Linked DNA regions of Gossypium hirsutum: region 2 is linked to region 1. A link is a contact called in public Hi-C data. All regions are on one chromosome and are shown on one strand. Each heading gives the region's core, a stretch centred on a gene start, on an enhancer-like site or on the middle of the called end of the contact. The rest is flanking DNA. Distances are from core to core; before and after follow the strand shown.

The links. A called contact is a pair of places that touch in the nucleus more often than the background predicts.
Region 2: a Hi-C map of leaf shows a contact between it and region 1, with 2.4 times the contacts expected there. The contact joins the promoter of LOC107896380 here to the enhancer-like site in region 1. A contact is called at or near these places in 4 of 34 Hi-C or Micro-C datasets (hypocotyl, leaf and seedling).

The regions. Positions count from the first base shown.
Region 1 is chrA10:106,598,310-106,603,606 of Gossypium_hirsutum_v2.1, reverse strand. No RefSeq gene overlaps it. Among protein-coding and RNA genes, the nearest start is that of LOC107896377, 20 kb to the right of the region's middle. Within about 2 kb of position 2,971, at least 5 of the 9 cell types and tissues checked have an H3K27ac peak or open chromatin away from gene starts, as enhancers often do. A contact at or near this core is called in hypocotyl and leaf, where this site is marked.
Region 2 is chrA10:106,717,408-106,722,704 of Gossypium_hirsutum_v2.1, reverse strand. It overlaps LOC107896380 (NADH dehydrogenase [ubiquinone] 1 alpha subcomplex subunit 6), which reads right to left and starts at 2,061. Exons shown (of 2, transcript XM_041077964.1): 1 at 1,603-2,061. The coding sequence starts at 1,815. It overlaps LOC121207611 (peptidyl-prolyl cis-trans isomerase CYP22), which reads right to left and starts at 4,989. Exons shown (of 8, transcript XM_041077963.1): 1 at 4,848-4,989; 2 at 4,510-4,759; 3 at 4,395-4,418; 4 at 4,221-4,308; 5 at 3,689-3,781; 6 at 3,334-3,366; 7 at 2,960-3,016; 8 at 2,628-2,842. The coding sequence starts at 4,679. The coding sequence ends at 2,732.

The DNA.
Region 1 (5,297 bases), core at 1,722-4,221:
ACAGTCAAAAACCTAGATATAAAGCAAGGCTTATTGTAAAATGTATTTTTGTATGGAGAACTTGAAAAGGATATTTACATGCAACAACTAGAGGTTTTACAGTCTTAGAAAAATAGGACTATGTTTGTTTGCTGAAAAAGTCTCTTTACGGTTTGAAACAGTCACCAAGACAGTGGTACAAGAGGTTTGATTCCTTTATGACTTCTCATGATTTCAAAAGAAGTAGTTTTGACAGTTGTGTTTACTTTAAGAAAAACAGTAATGGTTCTTTTGTGTATCTACCCCTTTATGTTGATGACATGTTGATAGCAGCGAAAGATAAATGGGAGATAAGAAAAGTCAAAGCCCAACTAAGTAAAGAATTTAAGATGAAAGATTTGAGACCAACAAAGAAGATACTTGGTATGGAGATTCTCGAAGATAGAAAAGCAAGTAAATTGTACCTAAGTCAGAAGGGGTACATTGAGAAAATTCTTTGCAGGTTCAATATGCAGAGTGTTAAACCTATTAGTACTCCTTTAGTAGCCTATTTCAGACTTTCATCGGCTTTGTCTCTACAATCAGATGATGAGATTGAGTTGCATGTCGCATGTTCCATATTCTAGTGCAGTGGGATCTCTCATGTATGCTATAGTTTGTACACGTCAAGATTTATCATATGCAGTCAGTGTAGTTAGCATATACATGGCGAATCACGATAAAGAACATTAGAAAGCAGTTCAGTGGATTTTAAGATACTTACGAGGTACTACTGATGTTTACTTGCAGTTTGGAAGAACTAGGGATTCAGTCATTGGGTATGTTGATGCTAAGTTTTCTGGAGACCTTGATAGAAGAAGATTTTTCACAGGTTATGTCTTTACAGTCGGAGGTTGTCCAATCAATTGGAAAGCCACTTTGCAAACTACAGTCGCTTTGTTTACCACTGAAGCTGAGCACATGGCAATTACTAAGGCTTGTAAAAAAGCCATTTGGTTGAAAGGACTCTTTAGTGCACTCAATGAAGATCTTCAAATCAGTACAATATTTTGTGACAGTCAAAGTGCTATCTTCCTTACAAAAGGTCAAATGTTTCATGAGAGAACAAAGCACATTGATGTTTGGTATCATTTTTTTCGTGATATTATTACTCGTGGTGATATTTTGTGAGCAAAATTAGTACTCATGAAAATCCTGAAGATATGATGACTAAGTCACTTCCCATAACCAAGTTTGAGCATTGCTTAGACTTGATTGTTGTTCATTGTTGAAGTTAAACCCTTAAGGGGTTTTATGGAAGAGGTGAAGGACTTGTTTGTTGAGAGTTCAGAAGAACTTGTTCATTGAGGATTCGTGTCAGGGTGGAGATTGTTAGAATTGAGTGACCCGAATCCTTATTAAAATAAAATACAGTGGTAAAATAAAATAAAAGTAAAATCCATATAGAACTACACTTCTTTTATTTTATTTTAGACTAAGGTTTTTAAACCTTATTAAACTTCATCTATTTGATATTGATTAGAATAAGGTGTTTCAATCTTACTACACCCCTTCTATTAGAATATGGTTTTACAAGCCTATAAATAGATATAACCTACTCCTCTTGTAATTATTCGAATTCGACATAGTGAATTATCTTCTCCTCTGCCCGTGGTTTTTTTCCCCGAAAGAGTTTCCACGTAAAAATCTGTGTTTTTTATTTTTGTTTCTCTTTTATTTGTGATACGTTGTCATTATCGACATTCTATTTTTCACAGTTTGAAGATTCAACGCCATTTCAATAGAAAAGTTGTAACGGCCACATGATTCATTATTACCCCTCCATTGCCTTTAAAAACTTTCCACATTCTTTTTCGATTTAATATCTTTTCTTCGTTATTCATAAAAAGAAAAAGGCTTAAATTTACATTTCGTTGGATAAACACTGCTTTATTCGGAGTAAATTATTTTCATCACTCAATTATAAAAATTTATAAAATGTCATTCAATTATTTAATTAGATAATATTGGAAGCTTTTAAAATGGCATAATAGCAACTTTAACCTTAGACATTTATACATTGTGTCAATTTAGTCTTGATTCTAAAAAATTTAACTCTCAATATTTACATAATGTGTAGTTTTTTTGTTGTGATCCTTTCATCTAAAAAGCTAAAAAAAATTATCAACTAAATTTAATTGAAAATATACAAAAAAAAACCAAAAAATTCAAGATAATAATTTTCATTTTTTTTTCATTCTTTTAAAATTAACCCTTAATGTCACAAAGAAAAGTAAAATTGTAATAAAAAACCCAAATAACACAATGTATAAATGTTGATGGTTAATTTTTTTTTAAAATCAAAATTAAATTGATATTATTTATAAACATTAAGGGTTAAAGTTATTATTATGTTAATTTTAAAACTGCCACTATGATAAAAAATAATTAAATTGTTGAATGATATTTTGTAATTTTTTTTATCATTGGATTACAAAAATAATTAGTATGTTTGATAAACATTTTCCTTTTTAAAAAGCTACAATTCACCCCGGTAACACAGCAAATTTAAGTGGTGTATTTGAATATGACAAGTCCACTCAGCTCCAACTCTTCGTGGTCGCTTTTGCTTTTGACTGATACATCGAGTTGTCAAAAAATAATTAAATTGTTGAATGATATTTTGTATTTTTTTATCATTGGATTACAAAAATACCAATAATTTCTTTTTAAAAATAAACATTTTTAATATTTAAATATTTATTATTATTGTCAAAAAATACTTTTGAGTTGTTTGATTGAGGCGTTTTATTTTAAAAGAGAAGAGCACATTAATGATTATATTTTAATAATTTGTTATATATAAATTATTAAATTGTTAATTTTTATTAATTATTAATTATTTATATATAAATTATTAAACTACTTGTACAAGCCCAATTTTGGACCCAAAACCCACTAACCCAAAACCCACTAACCCCTAAACAGAAGCCCAAACCCAACTAGCCCCAAGTTTAGGGTTTTAGAATCTGAAACCCTAAACCACTTGCCCCCACCGCCTCTGACTCCCACCGCCTCAGTCACGTCGACAGCGCAAGTGGCCTCTGCTCCACCGCCCATTTTCCTGCAAAGAAAAGACAATGTAATATAAAAAAGGATTTGTAATGGCTATTTAAGGCGGAATCAAAAAAACCATGTAACATTCGGCATTTTGGTGAAATGAAAAACAATATTAGATTCTAAATACAAAGCAAGAACAGATATCAGTAATATCAAAAGGCAAAAAACAATCAAAACAGAGAGTCAAAAATCCAACAGTCGAAAGGTGATTATCATCGTAAAATTTCTTATTATCATCGTAAAATTTCTTTCTTTTTTATTTACCTATATATACATACAGATTATAACTACATTTTAAAATAATAAAAAAACAAAATTTTTACCCCTTTTTTTCGATTTTCGACCACCGTGTACGGTGGCCGGCGCGGCGGCACCTACGGCGGGCGATGATCAATCCTTTGACCGGAGCCCTCGCCGGCATACAGACCTTCTGCAGAGAGAGGAGAGCTCTCTCTTCCCTTTTTTTTTAAGCACCTGATGCAAATGAGGTTTTTTTGGAAATTTTTAGGCTTTTATAGCCTATCAAAACAACACCGTTTTTGTGCCCAGACCAAGACCAAAAACGACGCCGTTTAGCTACCCTGACCCGAGACCCGACTCCGACCCGCTCAGGATCCGCGTGTTTTTGCTCTTAGGGGTTAATTTCGCTCGCGGTCCTTCCGTTTTTTTATGTGTTTTGCAATCAAGTTTTCGTTGCTTTTAAATTGGCCCTAGAATCTATCGCATTTTGTGATTCGATCCTCCCTTCAGTGACGCCGTTTTAAGGACATGGGAAAATTGCTATTTTGGCCCTCTGTAGTCGCACGCGTATTCGAATAGGCCCCCTTTTTATATTTCCTTTCGAATTGGCCCCAAAACTTTTTTTTTGTTTCAGATTTGGTCCCTTTTTTTTAGATTTAATTTGATTTTTTATATTATTTTTACCCTATTTTTATTTGTAGCAGTATTTGTTATTATATTAACTGTTATTATTATATTCATTAACATATTATTATTATTTTTACTATACTATTATTATTATTATATATATACATATCTTTTTATTATTATTGTTTATATACACATATTTTAAAAAGTTATTACTGTTATCATTATCACTTATATGGTTATTACTATTACTATTAATATACGCTTTATTGCATATGTACGTATATACATTTTTTATAGTTGTAGTATTATTTTAATTACTTCATTTTAATATTACTGTTATATTTACCCTTTTTGCATTTTAATTATCACTATTATCATTGTATATTAGTGTATATCTTCATGTACATATATACATATATATTTTTATATATAGTATTGTTTTTCATTACTTTAATTTAATATTTTTTTTATTATTATACTTGCTTTTTTTTTTGTATTTCTATTATTATTATGTAGTAGTATGTATCTTCACTATATACGTATATATTTATATATTATTATAATTAGTTTTTGACATTATTTTGTTAATACATTCGTAAACCATATATACATCCTTTTAATATATAATACTCCATATTATGCACGTGCATATTAATATTATATCATGTGTATCATTTTTTATCATGTTTTAGTGTATATATATTGTAAATATCATATTATTCATATATTCTATTATGTATATCTTTATAACTATTATGAACTTATTTCACATATGTATCCCGAATATATGTCTTTAATGTTATGTATACTTTTATTTCTATTATTACGTATATATTTTAATACCTTACGTATTATTATCGTTATACTACTATTATTATTATTATTATTATTATTATTATTACTTTCGTCATCATTGTCATTTTTATTTTGCCATACTTCATTTATTTTATTTTTATCTGTTTATTTATTTATTTATTTATTCATGTATTCGATCATCTCATTTACCTTATGCTTGTGTTTTATATCCTCATATTACTAGCTTTGCTCGCATCTTGTTATAATTGTTTATATCATTGTCATTAATCCTGTCGTGCTTATTATTGCGTATCAGCGCCATGATTCTGTTTTATGGTTTACAATAAGTAATATGATATTTTTTCATTCGATACCTTAAAATAATTCCTTCATAAAAATAATATTTCATATTTGGTAATTTGAGATAATCGTGCCCTAACTTACTGGGTTTCGACTTTTCTCATTTAACCTAAATAACGGAATATATTCTTTTTAAATCACAATACGAGTCTTTAAAAAATGCTTATTTTCAGAGATACGAAGTGTGGTGTCCT
Region 2 (5,297 bases), core at 812-3,311, 120 kb before region 1:
GCAATGTAAAGAATCTTTCTAGTAATTCCAATACCCATACAACTCATCCATAAACAGAAGATATAAAAACTATACACCAATTTATCAAAATGCCATGGAATTATCATCAGGAACAAGGCAGCTCTGCCAAACAATTACAGGTTACCAACAAGAAGGCAGTAAAAGAGAATGCATAAGGTATTGTAAAGTATTTCTGGGAAATAAATCAAATATCCACCAATGCCGCTCTTCTACATTCAACTTTAATGTCACCATCTCCTATGAGTTAGATGCAGTTCCTAAAGTGTGATGAAAACTATTAACTCTATGTGTTAGGTAGCTAATGAGATATTAACAAATTCATTTTCAGGGTAAAACATCACTCAGAACTGCTGCCCACTAGATTATTGAAACTAAAACATTTATTGAAGACTTCTACTTGAGAAATACAACCAATAGCGTGCATGGAATCCATCAATTCAGTTTTCTTGAAGTATCCATGTCCGATACCATGTTCTAACGCATATCCAAACAAGGGTATAGAATATGACCTTCCAAGGATCCTTAAAATATATGGAGGGAAAAAAACAAACATAATAAAAAGTAGAACTCTTCTAGCATCAAATATGTCATCAGTTTCTCTAGAGAAAACCTGCAATACCAGTTATACACTAGAAGCAGGTTTGATTGATCAATTTCCATAGAAACCACCCCAAAATAAGCTTTAAACCTCATTCTCAATGTGAAAAACAATTTTATTTGCAGCACAAATTATATATGATTAATACAAATGGTTCATTTTGATATGCAAAATAATCCTCATTCACCATCAACAGCCACTGTATCATCTGGCTAGAGTACAAGAATTATTCAAGATGAAAAAACAAGAGGGTTAAACCTTAGCTTTCTCCATGCCATTCAAAGGACTTCAAACTCAAAACAGCTTATCGAAAGATTACATCAATGGACATTCAAAACAAGTTTAAACTGTTCCATTTACGACTTCGTAGCAACATACGGAACAAGCCAGAGTAACTGGCACACAAAGCACTAGAAAGTAAAAAAGACAATACTAGAACAATTGTTCACGAAGCTATTGAAATCCCAGTTTAATCCAAACATTTCATTTCAGAAAAACTCATCAGCATTCTCCAAATTAATCTTCGAAAATATACCATCAATAAAGCTCTTCTTAAATCTCATTTCCAGTCCCCCTCTTGATCAGAGGAGAGCACAATGAAGGCAACTCATGAAATAAATCTGATTCAACAGCATAATTTAGCATTCCCGTTAAATATAAAGACATCGAAATCGAAACTACTTCCCCAAAACAATAAAAAAATAAAAATATCCAACCTTTTCCATCACAATCCTACATCAACTAAGCTTAGATTAAACTCAGATTTCAATAGGATAATCACCATTCCTTGAATAATCTTATTTTTCATTTTTTTAATTTCTCTTAATTCAAATTAGCTATAAATTTTATTTATTTCCAGAAATTAAGTGCAAGCAATACAATATTTTCCTAACCCTAGGAAAGATGCAATTTCCCAAAAGTTTAACAAATCAAAAAATAAATTAAATAAAAAGGATCTAAAACGGAGAGATTGGGGAACGGACCTTAGGGTTAGTAACATGAGAGTTCTTACGGATCTGGGAGGAGATGGAAGAACGGAGCTCGGATTTGGTGACGACGTCGTCTAGGTTATAGATATCCATAATAGTGGGGATTGACCGACAAGCTTGTCTGAAGAAATCGAAGACCCGGCTCTTTGCTTCTTCCAAACTCGCTGAGTTGGGCGGTACTTTCACACTCCTCAATGTGAATGCCATTTTGGGTAATCTGAGTTCAAACTCGACTCGACTCGTTCAGTGACTCTTGAGTCAGGAGGTGAGAGGGATAATGTGGGAGGAAATGAACTTAGTACACCTGTTATCAATGTGAAGACTCCAGAAGCCCAAACGCTGTCGTTTTACTGCAGTAGATCAGCCATAGATAATAGATGGACTGAGTTTTTGAGCCGGGCTTTAGTTAAGATTTTCAGTCTCAACTCTAAACCCGGTTTAAACCCAACTTAAACTCATTCTTTTTATTACATAAATAATCATTTATAAATACATCTAATTTAGTTTAAAATATATTTTGTAAAAACTAAAATATCAGTATAAAAGATTGCATTAGCTCAATATATAATTCAATTCGTTAAATGCCTTTTTTTTTTGGAATAAATATTAATAATGCCAAAAATTGTACTAAGATTTTTAAATTGAAAAAAGTGAAAAAAAATAAATTTAAAATTTTTTTAGTATAAAAACTAAATATCAAGTACAAAATATTTTGAGATAAAATCAATTGTGCAATATTCATAATCAAAGATTTGATATCAATTTTAATGTTTAAATATTAAATTCATATAAATTTGATTAAATATAGTTGATATAAATCAAAGAAATCATATATTCAAATCTCATTAAATTCTGTATAAAAGTCAAATAGATGGATCTTAGAGTAAATAAGTTCTAAAATTTTTATTAAGTCTTAACTTGTCAATACAGAAGAATGTGAGTTCGGATGTGCTAAAGTGCATTATACTCTTATTTATGGATTGGGGAAGGACTAGTCATTGCCTCAAAAAGAGCAGATATAATCGGAACCTATAATGAGATTGTTAAAAAAAACTAAAAGTTTTACAGCAATTTCATTTATGGGTAGTCTTCCTCAGCAAATGTGTTAAATGAATTACTAGTTTTACATTTCCCCACACTCAGCTATAATGCATGGTAATTTCGGCCGGTTGTTTGGTCCTGTAGCCACATTCTCGATCTTCCGAACAACGAGAAGACAATCTCCAAGTACCCTCTGCGCAATCACGGACGAAATAATTCTTCGTCATTTCTATGAATATTATTCGACTTTCAAAAATTGGGGAAATCCAAAATCCGGATGTACTCTGCACTAAAAGGTTAGAGAACATACCCCGAATACAACATGCTTATTATCAAGCCACTCACATTTCGCGCACGTGATAAAAAACTGCAGTCAATAAAGACCAAAATCAATATACGCGATAGTTCATAACAGTAGACAACCATACTGACAGTGCTCGAAGAGTTTGTGACAACAATACTTCCATCAAATCCCAATTCACCTGACTGGAAACTTGCAGACGGATACATGTCTCTAAGCATAGATATGGTACAAATAGAAAATTCTATTATCTCGCCTTTAATATGAGACACTTGATCATTACTCATACTGTGTGCATTAATGGAAATCGGCATTTCTTTTTAAATGCACCAGATAGCAGATGTGTGTGTATGCAAGCAAGAAATAGAAATTGAGTAGGTTACCTGACAACCATTGGTATTTGGACCACTGTTTGCCTGCAACATAAAAGGTAAAACAATATACAACTTTAGCAGAATTTCACTGAAGGTTTCCACATCCTAGTACCTTTACTGGTCAACGGTATATTTCTTTCTCCCTCCATTGTGAGACTTCGTCTCCCAGACTCGGGTGTCAATGTAAGATACAAGTATGTTCAGTTTTTTTAAAAGTTTTTCCAAGTATTTGCATAGTCATGTCCAAATATGTGCCAAACACGGGTATTTCAAGAAAAAACAAAGAGTTGAAGAAACGACTGTGTGAATGTTTCACATATATGTGTGTATGGCTACTCAAACATTATATAAAAAAACAGCATACCATTGATAGAAGCCCAGGACCAGTGTGCTTGGCAATGAAATTTTCATCTTCAAACTTATGGCCATATATGGAAGTACATCCACTACCATCACCCTGCAAGGCAAGATTTTAATGTAACGATTATATAACATTGGAGCAAATTGATCTCAATAGTTTTATGTTATCGACAACTATTTTTAAACAGCTGTTCATCATTTTACACTTAAAAAATCAAAATACTGGTCGAAGCTATTAAAATATCAGTACTTTGGCAACCACCGCCCTCCATTTTAGGGGCAAAAACTATCCTTCATAGGAATATTGGCTCAGACATTTAAGCTAAGGACATTCCATGAAGAACATAAGAACAGCAAGACCAATACTTCAAACATCTACTCGAAATCGATATACTGAAACAAATGAAAAATTCATAGTCTATAAGAAACTCGAAAAGCTGATTGTGGGTACTCAATGACTAACATGACTGAGCAGATTAGCTAAGATTATAAATGCAAAATGAAAGCTCTAATAATAATAATAATAAATTACCAACCTTAAGAAAATCTCCAGCTTGAATCATAAAATCTTTAATAACCCTATGAAATTGGCAACCCTTGTAACCAACAGGCAGCCCTGCTTTCCTGGTATCGATCCAATTAATAAAAATGGGTAAGTATGAATTAATCACGCAGATACAGATAATTAAGTTTTGGTGGGGAAAAAAAACCTGTATTCGCCGGTGCATAGCTGTCTGCAAATGGGGAAAATTTCAAGGTTCAAACAGAAAATTCTAAAAGTATAAAAATTATCGTAGAAAATGAGGGGTGAAGAAGTAGAAATACCTGAAATTTTCGGCAGTTTTAGGAGCAATATCAGCGAAGAGTTCCATTTTGATACGGCCGGCGGGGATGGAACCGATGCTTATATCGAAAAAGACGATTGGATTTTTGGGATTCGGAGGCCTAACGTGCCACTCCACACCTCCACCGCTGCTTCCTCCTCCAGACGCCATGGCCGCCGTGCGCGACTCTGCTTCTTCCTCTCACAACTTGGGTACTACTCTGGTAGCAGTCTTTTTCGTCATCGAGGAATCTTGTTTTAATTTACCGGTTTTCAACAGTGATTATTTTAAAATTTCTCAAATAGACCTTTAATATTTTATTATTTTAGTTGTACATACCTAGCCAACCGTGCCCGTGGTCACTTTGCTCGGTATCCCGCCGGTCATTCCTCGCTAGCACATAATTTTTACTCGGCACATGGAAAATCTTCTATATACCTCACCAAGACAGATGTGGATCCTTTCAATTGCATGGATGGCATTAGGGGGCTAAATAAGAAAATTTCAAAAATAACTGGAATGGAGGTTTTTGAATAATTTGAAAATGTAAATTAAAAAATTATTTAAAATAGTAAAAATAATACAAAATTTTTATTTAATAATACTTTTTAGAAAATATCAAATAAAATTCAGTGGTTATTTTTTAAAAAATATTTATAAAAAAGTATTTAAAATTTTGTCAAATAATATTTAAAAGTAATAAATAAAACTTATTTTATCAAAATAAATTTAAAAGTTATGATAAACGGTTTAGAAAAAATCCAAAAGAAAACTCTATTAAACTGAAAC